Linked DNA regions of Mus musculus: regions 2 and 3 are each linked to region 1. The links are chromatin contacts, called in public Hi-C and HiChIP or PLAC-seq maps. All regions are on one chromosome and are shown on one strand. The core of a region is the stretch at or near the end of the contact, and the rest is flanking DNA. Distances in the headings are between cores, read along the strand shown.

The links. A called contact is a pair of places that touch in the nucleus more often than the background predicts. HiChIP or PLAC-seq counts read pairs in DNA pulled down with a chosen protein or histone mark.
Region 2: a Hi-C map of uterus shows a contact between it and region 1, with 5 times the contacts expected there. The contact joins two enhancer-like sites. A contact is called at or near these places in 1 of 39 promoter capture datasets (hippocampal neurons), 2 of 15 datasets of contacts at CTCF or cohesin (large pre-B cells and pro-B cells), 14 of 484 Hi-C or Micro-C datasets (the AtT-20 cell line, CD4 T cells, LSK cells and 8 more) and 4 of 115 datasets of contacts at active chromatin or transcription factors (SST interneurons, embryonic basal ganglia, fibro-adipogenic progenitors and 1 more).
Region 3: an H3K27ac HiChIP or PLAC-seq map of stem cell-derived neural progenitor cells shows a contact between it and region 1, with 4 times the contacts expected there. The contact joins two enhancer-like sites. A contact is called at or near these places in 5 of 39 promoter capture datasets (the 3T3-L1 cell line, cranial neural crest, embryonic stem cells and 2 more), 1 of 484 Hi-C or Micro-C datasets (embryonic stem cells) and 6 of 115 datasets of contacts at active chromatin or transcription factors (the NIH/3T3 cell line, acute myeloid leukemia, embryonic stem cells and 3 more).

The regions. Positions count from the first base shown.
Region 1 is chr1:159,391,361-159,395,233 of GRCm38.p6, forward strand. No RefSeq gene overlaps it. Among named protein-coding and RNA genes, the nearest start is that of Mir1843b, 53 kb to the left of the region's middle. Within about 2 kb of position 1,916, at least 115 of the 459 cell types and tissues checked have an H3K27ac peak or open chromatin away from gene starts, as enhancers often do. A contact at or near this core is called in neural progenitor cells, oligodendrocyte precursor cells, stem cell-derived neural progenitor cells and 1 more, where this site is marked.
Region 2 is chr1:159,899,694-159,903,566 of GRCm38.p6, forward strand. The region is part of intron 18 of Tnr (tenascin R); the gene reads left to right. Among named protein-coding and RNA genes, the nearest start is that of Gm31348, 120 kb to the left of the region's middle. Within about 2 kb of position 1,893, at least 20 of the 459 cell types and tissues checked have an H3K27ac peak or open chromatin away from gene starts, as enhancers often do. A contact at or near this core is called in uterus, where this site is marked.
Region 3 is chr1:159,739,533-159,743,405 of GRCm38.p6, forward strand. The region is part of intron 2 of Tnr (tenascin R); the gene reads left to right. Among named protein-coding and RNA genes, the nearest start is that of Gm31348, 43 kb to the right of the region's middle. Within about 2 kb of position 1,894, at least 18 of the 459 cell types and tissues checked have an H3K27ac peak or open chromatin away from gene starts, as enhancers often do. A contact at or near this core is called in neural progenitor cells, oligodendrocyte precursor cells and stem cell-derived neural progenitor cells, where this site is marked.

The DNA of each region.
Region 1 (3,873 bases), core at 666-3,165:
TTTAACTTGTGGTACTCCCCCTCCCCCCCCCCCCGCCTCTGTCTCCAGTGTGTCATGTCTTGCCATAACCCACATGGCTTGGTCATAGAACCCTGACTGGGGTTGGTGAAGGAATAAAGAAAGGACAGACAGACAGACAGACACATGTACAGAAAGCTGAGATCAGGTGGGGCGTGTACCTTCTGATGGAAAGGCGCCTATCCTACTGTAACCCAGAACCTCAGTGTGTTTATCAGGTACAGCACGGGGAGGGGGTGGCGGAGGAGGGGGGACTAGCTAGACTTGCTAGGAGGTGTCTGAAGTGACCGTCTCAGGCTACAGACATCCAGGAGAATGAAGCTGCAGTTGCTAGTTTTTTGTTTTTTGTTTTTTTTCTTTCAAATGATTGTACACACTCGTCAATCATTTGAACTCAGACTCCCGTGGAGAACTTGCCTCTGAGGCTCACCCAGGGAAGGCTTAGCCACTCCCATGGGGCTGAGGCATAGAATCTTTGACATGGCTATGCTCATAGCAACAGTGCAAATCACCAAGACTTCTGTCACTCAGGGTTTCCTCTGCTCCCTACAATGCCTCCCTAAAACAGATGGTTTTATTGTTTGTTATTGGCCCATTCTTTGATAATAAACTCTCTCTCTCTCTCTCTCTCTCTCTCTCTCTCTCTCTCTCTCTGTGTGTGTGTGTGTGTGTGTGTGTGTGTGTGTGTGTGTGTGTGTGTGTGTGTGTGTGTGTGTGGTTAAGAATAGGTGTCTTCCTCTATAACTCCCCATATTAGTTTTTGAGATAGGGTCTCTCGCTGAACCTGGAATTCATCACATCAGTTTGACTGACTGGCCAGCAAGCCCCAAGATCCTCCTACCTCTGCATCTCCAGAACTGGGATGACAGGTGTGTCCCTACTACATCAGGCTGGGATGACAGGTGTGCCCCTCCACATCAGGCTGGGATGACAGGTGTGCCCCACCACATCAGGCTGGGATGACAGGTGTGCCCCTGCACATCACATTTTTATATGGGTGGTAGTGATTGAATCTCAGACTTGTATGGCAAGCACTTTACTAACTGAACTATCTCCCCAGCCCAATAGCCTCCACCTTTATGGATCTGGGTTACCAGGAGCCTGCCCTAGGCAGGAGCTGTTCGAGTACAATTCCACATCACACATTCCCACATAAGGAAACTAAGGCTCAGGAAGGTTAGGAAAATTAAGGAAGACCACACAATTTCAACACCCAGTAAGGAGGAAGGCTGAGATTGCAGTGGTAGCCTCTGCTTATGACACTGTCCTACATTTCAGGCAACGGGACCTGGCTCAGGGGTGTTGGAGCTCTTGTGAAAAACGAACCCCAACATAACAGAACATGCTGAATTTTCATTTCTTATTCCAGCTCAGCAGCATGCCCTTCCACTCGAGGGATAGATGAGAGATCTGCCTCTTACCTACTGTGTAGCGTGAGCAGCTGATGCACAAAGGAGGCTAGTAGGTCAGAGGAGGCCGGAGGATGCGAGCCAGCATCCCACAGAGCCAGAGAGCAGGTGGGAGGCCAGGTGCGATGGGTCATCATGGGGAGATCCCCGTGGCAAGCAGGTCTGCAGTCCTCGCTCCAAGGGGCTCTTGACACTACAGTGAAAGCTTGCCTCTATGCTGTGGTCTCAGACAACCTTTCAGGAGTACCTCTCTGACCCCTGACCCTCAGCTGAACAGCCCTCTCTGCCTGGCCGGGCCATTCAGTCTCCTCCTGGTCTCTCCTTACAATTCCGGCCTGCAGCAATCATGCATTCCACTGAAATTACAATTTCAATGATTCATTTGGCAATTAATCATCTCCTGCCTTGCAACATCCCTTCTATTCCATGTTGAGCTGTTATTTAGAAGTGCAATTGTTCAACTTTCCACAGCAGCATATGCTGCCTCGCTAAGCTAGCTGGGGGTGGGGTGGGGTTAAGGGGTTGTTGTCTCTCTGCTGCAGTCAATCAGGCTGGAGGAGCTGTGTGAGACTCACACTGGAGGGGCCAGGAAGTGGGCAGGGGCACTAACTCAGCAGGCAGGGAGAGCAGGATGCAGGAGCCTGGAGCCTGCCACAGCTATTGAGGCAGCTAGGCAGCCCCTCCCACGCATGCACACTGCCTTCTTCTTCTTCTTCCAGATTCCCTAGTTATAAAACATTTCTGGATAGAAACCGTCTTAGGAATTTTCCATGCAGCTGCACTGTCTCCTTGCCTAGATTTCATTTCCTGTGGGCATGGACCATTCATTTTACTTTCCCTAAGTTGCTTAATAGGATACAGGCATCTCTGAAGTTACACGGGCAGGCCTTGGCTCTGTACTTATGAACTGTAAACTTGGACAAATAATTCCACTGCTTTCAGTTTCATTTACATCCCTCTAACATGGGGAAGGGGTGTCTATCTTATGGTGTTGTTAGAAGGGTCTTGAAGCCAGCATGTCAAATAGCTCCCAACTATTTGTATTTGCTCTCACAGAATTATTATTATTATTATTATTAATTATTTTCTATTTGTAGATGGGATTTAGGAGAGAGGAGCAGGGAGGATAGGAGGGAGATATTTTGGAGGACAAAGGGACAGCCAAGTAAGGGACTGAGTTTCATGCCTGTGGGCTGTCCAAGCATGGCTGAGGGGATGTCTAAAAGGAGGGTTAGGGAGAGGAAGTCTGAGCAGGGAGTGGCACCAAATGGCTTGCAGAAAACTCCAGGCCTGAGATGTCCCTGGCTTCTCTGTGCTTAATATCAGAGTGTTTGCTTGAGATGAACTTGACCTTCAAGGTCAGGGATAGACCCGAGGAAGGCCACACAAGTCAGCAGAAAGAACACTGAAGGCAGAATGGCTAGGGAGTGCTTTCTCCAACTGCATTCTGTTCTGGATCCCAGACACCTCCTTAAAGCCAAGGACAAGAGGGGGCCAATTTCACAAGTTGAGCCCAGGAAGGATTTTCAGTGTTTTAATATAATAAAGGTGGGTATGTCCAAGCAAGAAGATGGTCTTTTCTGGCCTGAGACCTAGGTAGGCTGAGACCCACTTTCCCACTCCTCCAGTGTCACTCTCAGGGGCTGCATATGTCTGTTCTAGTCTCCCTACATGCAGCAATCTGGCCACATAAGCACCCAGAGACTGATGTCACACATCAGACTCACCGGGAGCAGAGCAGGTCTCTGGAAGAGAAAGGGGAGTGATGAGGGTGGTACAGAAATGCAGCTCATCTTGTACAGAGATTGCTCAGCACATGAAACCTGGGGTTTGCTTTCAAGCACCACATAAAGAAGTTATGGCAACAGAGACCTGTAGTCCCAGCACTTGGGAGGTTGAGACAGCAGGATCGGAAGTTCAAAATCAACCTTGGCTATAAAGTGAGTTTGAAGTCATCCTGGGTTACAGGATAGCCTGACTTAAAAGAAAAAGGGCAAAGAGAGACTTAGGGAGAGAAAAAGTAGATGGGAGCTGTCTCGTCTTTTGATTGAGGACATGGGCAAGAAGTATGCTCAAGAATATAGACCTAGGAGCTGAAGAGATGGCTTTGAAGGTAAGGGCATTTGTGAACAATCCTGAGTTCAGTTCCCAGAGCCCAAATGGTAGAAGGAAAAAACCCACTCTCACAAGTTTGGCTGTGACCTCCATACATATCCTAACCCCTCCCCCCACCCCCAAGGGAAAAAGAAGAGTCCAGGACCTGGGGCTCTGAAGAAGAACCAAGCAGGCTAGGTGAGCTTTGCCTCTTTTGTGCCTCTTTTGCTTCCAGTAGGGTACAATTACCCCACCCCACCCCCAACACACACAAACATTGTGGCAACTGAGCACTGTGTGGATTTCTCACTGAGTGCTGTTGTAAGTACAACACGCACACAGGATCCAGATG
Region 2 (3,873 bases), core at 643-3,142, 510 kb after region 1:
CTGAAATTTAAGTCACTGAAGCATCCCAAACCCTGCTGGCTTTGTTTTGGAGATTTATCAGAACCCACTGAGACAACTAGATGCTGAGTGCTGAGTGAAATTTTCTTGGGCAAGAAATAATGCATGCCAATGTCCCAGGTACAAAGGCTAGTACCTACAGACATGTGAGATGAACTGGAGAGTTAAATCTCAGCTTCAGAGTACAGAAGTAGACATCTCTTGATGTTTAAAAAAAAAGACACAAACAAACAAAACAAAACAAAACAAAAGCAAAACTAAAACTAAAGAAGAGTCTTAATACCCTATGCAGGGGTGCTACAAAGAGGTGCATCTTGCAGAATATGAAGGCAAAACCCCTTTCAGGTTCTGTCTGCCACTGCAGTACAAATCTTTCTGGGTACATCACACTGGGCTGCAGTGTCTACTTCCTGTCCCAGCCCCTCTACCCTTTCTGCCTCTGCCAAGAGGAAAGTTAACGAAAGAATAAAATACAAGGTTGTTTGCTCCCAAATAGTGGGGTTAGGAGTGTTACAGAAAAGGGAAAGCAGACAAAGTGAAAAGCAGAATTTCTTCACCTGATCCAAGATCGAAAGGCTGCCTGTCTGGACCCCACAGGTGTGAGTTTATCCTGCCGAGGAAGACTGGGGAACACTGAAAGTTCCATGACAGTACACCAAGGCTGAAGGAGTTAGAGGCTAATTTCCTTTTGGCTGCTCGCATCCTTTCCAACTTACTTGGCAGTCTCTGCATTTTCTACTCACCTGCATCTTATTCTGAGGATGTGCTGATCCTGTGAGAGGTTTTGGTGCCTTTTCTGATAGACAACAGAGTTTAAAGGTTGCCTTCAAAGTGGCCTCTGTGACTGACAAACACTCACCCTGTCCTGGGACAGGACTCACTTGAGCAGATGCTTGTATAATGGTCTGGGAAAGAGATGAGATGTCAATAATTAATAATAATATTTTTCTTTTTTCTATTTATTGAAAATAGATTATTTTTTCTCACACAATATATCCTGATTACGGTTTCCCTTTCTTCTGATCCTCCCAGTTCCTCCCCAGCATCGTGATAGAAAAGGCCTAGCTGGCCTAGAAACCTCCCCTGATCAAGATGCCTTTTCTTATGTTCATACCACATGATCCGAGCCCATTCCAATCTTTCCATCATGTTAATAGCTTCCTGTCCTCTTGTCTCTGGTGTTTGCACAAGACTCCAGGGGGAATTATGTACAAGTGGTATGGGAGAGAAAAAAATATAGATACATTATTTATAATTTGCTGCCTCCTGAAATTTCATCCAAGGTCTACTTGTCTTTTAGAGACATGAATTTAAATGAGGAAACAAATATTCCCTGCAGAGCCACGGGGACTTGGCGAAATGATCTTCGGAGAGGCAGGTTTCATTGTCTCTTTTAATACTATAAAAGGCAAACAAGACTCACACTGAAGCTCATCCGCAGAGTCAGTAAACACTATAAAAGGGTTGTCTTGACCTTGAGGTTAAGTGAAGAGGTAGCTAGAGATGAGTAATGAGGTGAGGTTGTGGTTTTGTTTATTTTGCTTTTGTATTTTTATTCTTGTTTTATTGCCTTTGCCCCCTGCTATCTTCCTTCCAGGTCAGGCTGTTCCATGAAGTAATTTTTGGGTCTTCTCTGACATAAAACACTTTTTTTTTTTAGGTTGTAAAAAATGAATGGAAATTGGCAAATTCTAGGCTCCAAAGCAGTGGGTAGTAGACTTTAAAAAAAAGTCATGGTTACCAGGATTTCTGTTGGAAAAGGAAGCCTGCTAATCTGTACATCTGGGCATCACAAGTGCCTCTACCCAGGCAGCAGCTGGGGGGTCCCACTGCTCTGCCACTTACACACAGTTGGATGTTTTATTTCCCTGAGAAACAAAAGAACAAAAGATGCCTGGCAGGAGACAGAGGCAGAGACAGAGAGAGAAGTGTGCACACATGCATGCAGGAGCGCGAGCACACACACACACACACACACACACACACACACACACACACACACACACACACACACAGACAGACACACACAGTCCCAGACACACAGAGGAAGGTCTGCCTTCGCCTTTTCTAAGGCCTGGCTACGGAGAAGAAAGTAGTATACTAATCATACCATACGAATATCCCATCCCAAGCCAAGCAAATTAACATCTAAATGTCAGATCAAAGGTTTGGATTAGTGAAACAGCCCCCCCCCCCCCCCGCCTTTATTGTGTGTTCTCAGTATCAGCCTCCAAGGTCCCTCTCCATATTCCCTCAGTTATTTCCTTTTGCCCTGGCCCTTTTTCTGTCTTTGACATACAACCATCCAAACATGTCCATCTGGAAGCCTCTTGTTCCTGCCTTTGCAAAGCATACTCTTATAGAACTGTTTGTGATTACCAATGATCTAAATGTGTCTAACGTGTTTTGGATTATATAACTCATCGGACATTATTTTCTGTTTGGGCACTTTTACATTCATGTGTCCTTCACTTCAAATTACTGTGAAATATTACTTGACGTGTGCCCATCCGTCACCTTTGGCTCTCCACTCTCTCAGATTGTCTGCAGCCTTTCACAGTCCCACACAGTGCTTGCACTATGTGCCTTCAGAGTATTCATCTGTGAACCAGTGAGGTGTGCGAAGGTTGTATACCCAAAGAGGAATTGAAATGTGTGGTATGTGCTTGTACAGTTTTAAGTACTTACAGGTTGGACACACAGGGATGCTCTTGTTTTCTGGACACACCATTCCTAACAACTTGACACAGTCCAGCCTGGTCCAGCATTGAAATTTTTAGCAGTCTGATAAGTATAGTCGATGTCTCGTTACTTTTGATGAATCATGTTAACAGTACGTTTGAATTTAAACCTCTCTCCCCGTTTGTCAGACATTTGATTTCCTTTGGTGGTAAATTACCTGTTCGTATCATTTGCTTATTTTCCCATCAGGGTTCCCCACAGTATTATCCAGCATTACTTGAACCTCTAACATCCTTAGTACAAAGGCTTTTCTTACCAATAGCTCCAAAGATTTTCTTCAATATTCTTCTGTCCTCTTTGTGATCTATTGTCATGCTTTGTTCATTTCATATGTGGCATTCACCTGGGATACGGTTTCATTTTTCTTTATAGAGTGAGCCAGTTTTACCAGCATCATCCACTAAGTAAGTTCATTGATTTGAATGCTTTCCTGTATATTACATTCACACATGCATATAATCTGCCTCTGAACTCTGAATTATCTATTTTATGCCATGCTCTGTTCATCTGTGTTTTTTTAAAAATCAAAGCCTAAAAATTTTGTGTTTATATCTAGAGTTAATCTTAACACGTTGACACATGGTAAGGCAAGCTTCCTTGGCTCCCATTCTCGAGGTTCACTTAGCTATTTGATGGCACTTAATTTTCCGTGGGTGTCATGTCATGTGCATTATCCCACTTAGGTATGAAGTCCTCCAAGTGAAATTTACAGTAGAATTGAAATGTACTTACTTGTAAGTTAATTTGAGAAGAACTGACAGCCATATGATAGCAAGTTATCCCTTCTAAAACGCATAGACTGGATCTTTATTTATCTACATAATCTTTATGTTCCTCACAATGTTAAATTTTCCCCACAGCATTCCTGTGCTCTTGGCTGATTTCTGGAAGCTTTATTATTTTTTATTGGTTTGTGACTTGTATCTAATTAGAAAAATATTTTCTAGTTGATTATTGCTGATGCAGAAAAATACTATTGATTTTACATATTGATCCAGTATCCAGAAATCCTGCTGACTTTCTCCCTAATTGTAATTATCTATTGTTTCTATTAATATTTTACGTAAATATGGAGCTGGGGAGGTAGAGGTAGTAAAAGTATTGCCTGCTGTG
Region 3 (3,873 bases), core at 644-3,143, 350 kb after region 1:
GGCTAGAACATCTTAGAACTCTGCAGAAATTGATTCAGAGGTAATTCTCAGAATCACCATTTTCTGGCAGTTATATCTGAAAGCCACCCCCAGGCATAGAAACCAGCTCATCTTTCCCTGCCAAGCCTTGTCACATGTGCACGGTGGGCCTCTCCAGAGAACATGGCTTATGTAGATTAACTCTCTCTCCCACACACTTATAAATCTCTTTTGCAAATGCTGCTTGGCATAGACTTTGACTTGCAGAAGTTACCAAACAGGAAGGAAGCCAGGTGACCCCGTGGCTCTTTAGCAATTTAGACCAAGGTAAGCTCACCGGGCTGGGTCAAACTGCCTGGATCAACTTGCTTCTCTCTTACCCTCGGTCCCCATGCATTTGTGAGCAGCTTATTTTAAGAGCTGATTAGATGAGCCCTTAATAACATTAGAACTTAAATGGCCCCAGATAGGCTTTCAGCTTCTTGCCAAATTGAGACAAATGTGATATTTGGGGCACTGAGCTCCCAGCTTCGTGGCTGCTCTGGACTACAGGCAGGTTCTGAAGCATTTTGCCTTCTCCCCTGATGCCCTGAAGCCTACAAGTGGGTTCGTTTGTATCTTTTGGGGCCCTTTCATCTCTAAAAGGCTAGTATTCTATGTCAATGGTCTTGTTGATCCTATATTTTCAAGGAAAGTTAGGTTGGTGATGAGGAGCCCAAAGAGTTGTATATTTTCATTTCAAGAGCCTACAGGAAATCCTCTCAGTGTCCTCCCCATACTTTCTGGGAACTTTAAGTTCAGGAAACAACCTTTGTTGAGCAACTACTACTTTAAGTCATTTAGTTCAACATTAACGTCAGTAATAGCAGAGTTTGGGTGGATACAACAGAAAATGATAAGATAATGCATTTCTGTTGCCTGAATATGTAAATCATAGGTTGATTCATTTTTAGGAAAAACAGATGTGTTGATCAAATAAATAGATAGAACATTCCAATTTAATTTAATACTCTTCTGTAATTTTTGGGGGGGTGGGAGAGGTAAAAACAGAATGGGAAAAGCAAAGAAAGTTGAAAGTGAACATAAAAGGAACCCCCCCCCGGAAATTGAGGTAAACATATTGCAAACAAACCAAACAGGTGGGCATATCTTCCCTTTTGTCTCTTCTCACACCAGATTTTGCATCCCCAGAACATAGTGAAACTCCTAACTCAAGCTTTCTCCTTTGGATATGGATGGTCTAAGCTTCCTTGGAAATGCACAAGTGCAGTCTACAGCACAGCTTTCATCTTTTCAAAGGAAAGTAAACTGAGTTCACCCTTGCACTGGGGTCAGGAGTCTCCTGCTGAGGTGTTTCCCTGAGCAGAACCAAGGAGCCTCAGGAGACAGCAAAGAGGAGGACGCTGAGGCCTGGGTAGTAGGGTGGACAAACCTGTCCTTCCACTGTGGCCCCACAAGTTCCCAGTTTAGCCCAGCCTTCACTCCCAGATTATTGGGTGGTTTCTAGTGCTTTAAACCATGGCCAGAACCAAATATCTCAGCTGAGTAGGCATAGCTTGCTTTAGCTGTGGGGATTGCAGCAGCTCAGTAGAGGTCAGCCCCCAGGATCATGTTTGATTCTATCTCAAACTCCAGTCAGTATGGGCTCAAAGACTGTTTGATGTGGAGGACTACAAAAGAAATGTCAGGGGCCTCAGCCCCTGAGTTCAGCCCTGCACCCCTGAGAAGTTAATCACCCATCCAATTGTGATGCACTTTCATGGCAAGCACATTGCCTGGAAGGTCACTTCTCATTACAGTGTGTTGCTAGTGTTGTATTTGTGGTTTTCTTTCAACGTCTATGGCTGTGAAAACTCAGTGCTGTTAGGTACATGAGTTTGCTGGCCAGCCCTCTTCCCCTGCCAAACCTTGGGCTGTATACAAAGACTTGTTTCACTCCATCCTCTACTCCAACCCTTGCCAAGGTTCACTCCCCCCCCCCAGTTCCTGCTTTATTCTTCTCCCCCAAAGTCTGATCCAATGTCTCTTTTCTTATTTATATTTTATTCTCTGTAAGCCTTTCTCTCTCTGTTTAGAGAAGACTTGTTTCCATTTAAACAAATAGAAGCAGCTTTCTCTTGCTCCACTGAACCTCTGTTGCCTTCTCTTAATCTAAGCTCTGTGGAAGAAGGTTCTACATTTACATAGCACATTACTCGGTCTTTAACCGTGTGGACAAAAAGAGGTGGCCTACTCACCCACACAGTGAAAGCATTGTGACTTGGCAGAAATACATTTAGTAAGTAGCATGTGCCATGACCACTGTGCATTTGGATCCCATGCAGGGTAGATTTATCAGGATATCAAGGATGCCTAGTCTCTGCCCCAAATGACCCAGTACTGGGATAAATGGAGAGGTGGTGCTGAATACAATGGAGAGGTGCACTGAGAATCAACAGCTGTGCCTTCTGGATAGGAGCCAAGCAAGTTGGACAGGAGGGGACACATGAGGGGAAAAGAACAAAAGAGTGGATCTGTCTGCGTGGAATGAACGGCATGGGAAAAGGAAATGAGGTCACTGGGGCCCAGGTAATGTGAAGTTTAGTGGGCACTGTGCCCACCAGGGAAGCAAGGCATACTGAGGGTGCACATTCTATGTGACACATTAGAAACTTTAACTCCTTGTCGAGAGTAGGGGAAAGAGAGAATTTAGAGCTAAGGCATAGCACAATCAAATTGCCTTTTTAGAAAGATCACTGTGGAGCAGCAATGTGAGAGGACATGAAAAAGGAAGCTGATCTAACAGTTCAGACAGGATGGTTGGGACCTGAACCCAACACAGCTTTGTACATGGATGAGAGCTCCAGACTCGCCTTCTCCATCCTCCACAACTACACTGGGATAGATGATGTCTCTTCTGCCCTAAAACCCCAGAGCATGTGTTGTGCTATTCTTATCGAGCTTACTCGATGTGTACTGCACTTATTGTTCATTTCTGTAATGTTTCTGATCAAATTGTATCGCTCTCTCCCCCTTTGCAAATTACAGTACCTTGCTCACCGTGAGCACTGAGAGAAAGGTTATTTAGTTGAATTGAATTTTCAAGAGCTTCAAACCATGAATAATTGAGGAATCAGCCATGTATAAGTGCTCATCATTTACATAATTGTGTAAACAAGCTGATAAAAAATTTTTATTTTCCCCACTACTTTTATTATCCCGGAATGCCTAACTTCACAGCTCTCCAGGTTTCAGGGAAATAATTTTTAAAAATATGTTCTGTAAGCCACACAGTTTGCATCTCTCTGGGAAAGGGAAGCGGCTGAAGGGAGGGAACACATGATCACATTGGCTAAACATAGAGCCATGTACAAACATTGAGAACAACATCGCCCGAACAGACAGAATCACAATGCGCACTGAGTGCCAGGAGCCACGAACACAGTCCCGAAGGTCAATGTGCAGATACAAATTGATTAAGCTAAGTGCTTACTGAAATTGCCTTGCAACATACAGATGAGAATTGATCAAAAGCAGGAGTGATGTCTATGTTGGAAAAGCTCATGTAGACTTATCCGTTGGCATGTATGTCATCAAAGCAAGTTTAAATTGTCCATGCTTGGCCCCAGATGAAAATATCTGTGCTGTAGTTTCAAAAATAGGTTGCAAGGAGTTAACTGGTACTTACACAGGTTTATGATTGAGTTCCTTGATGTGTAAACTCTGTCGCTCTTCTGTCAACCCTCTGCCACCATATGCTCTCTCTCTTCTCTCTCCCTCTCTCTCTCTCTCTCTCTCTCTCTCTCTCTCTCTCTATATATATATATATATATATATATATATATATATATATATATATATATATCTTTATATGCCAAACCAAAGACAGCTTTGTGTAGCACCCACATTGTCAAT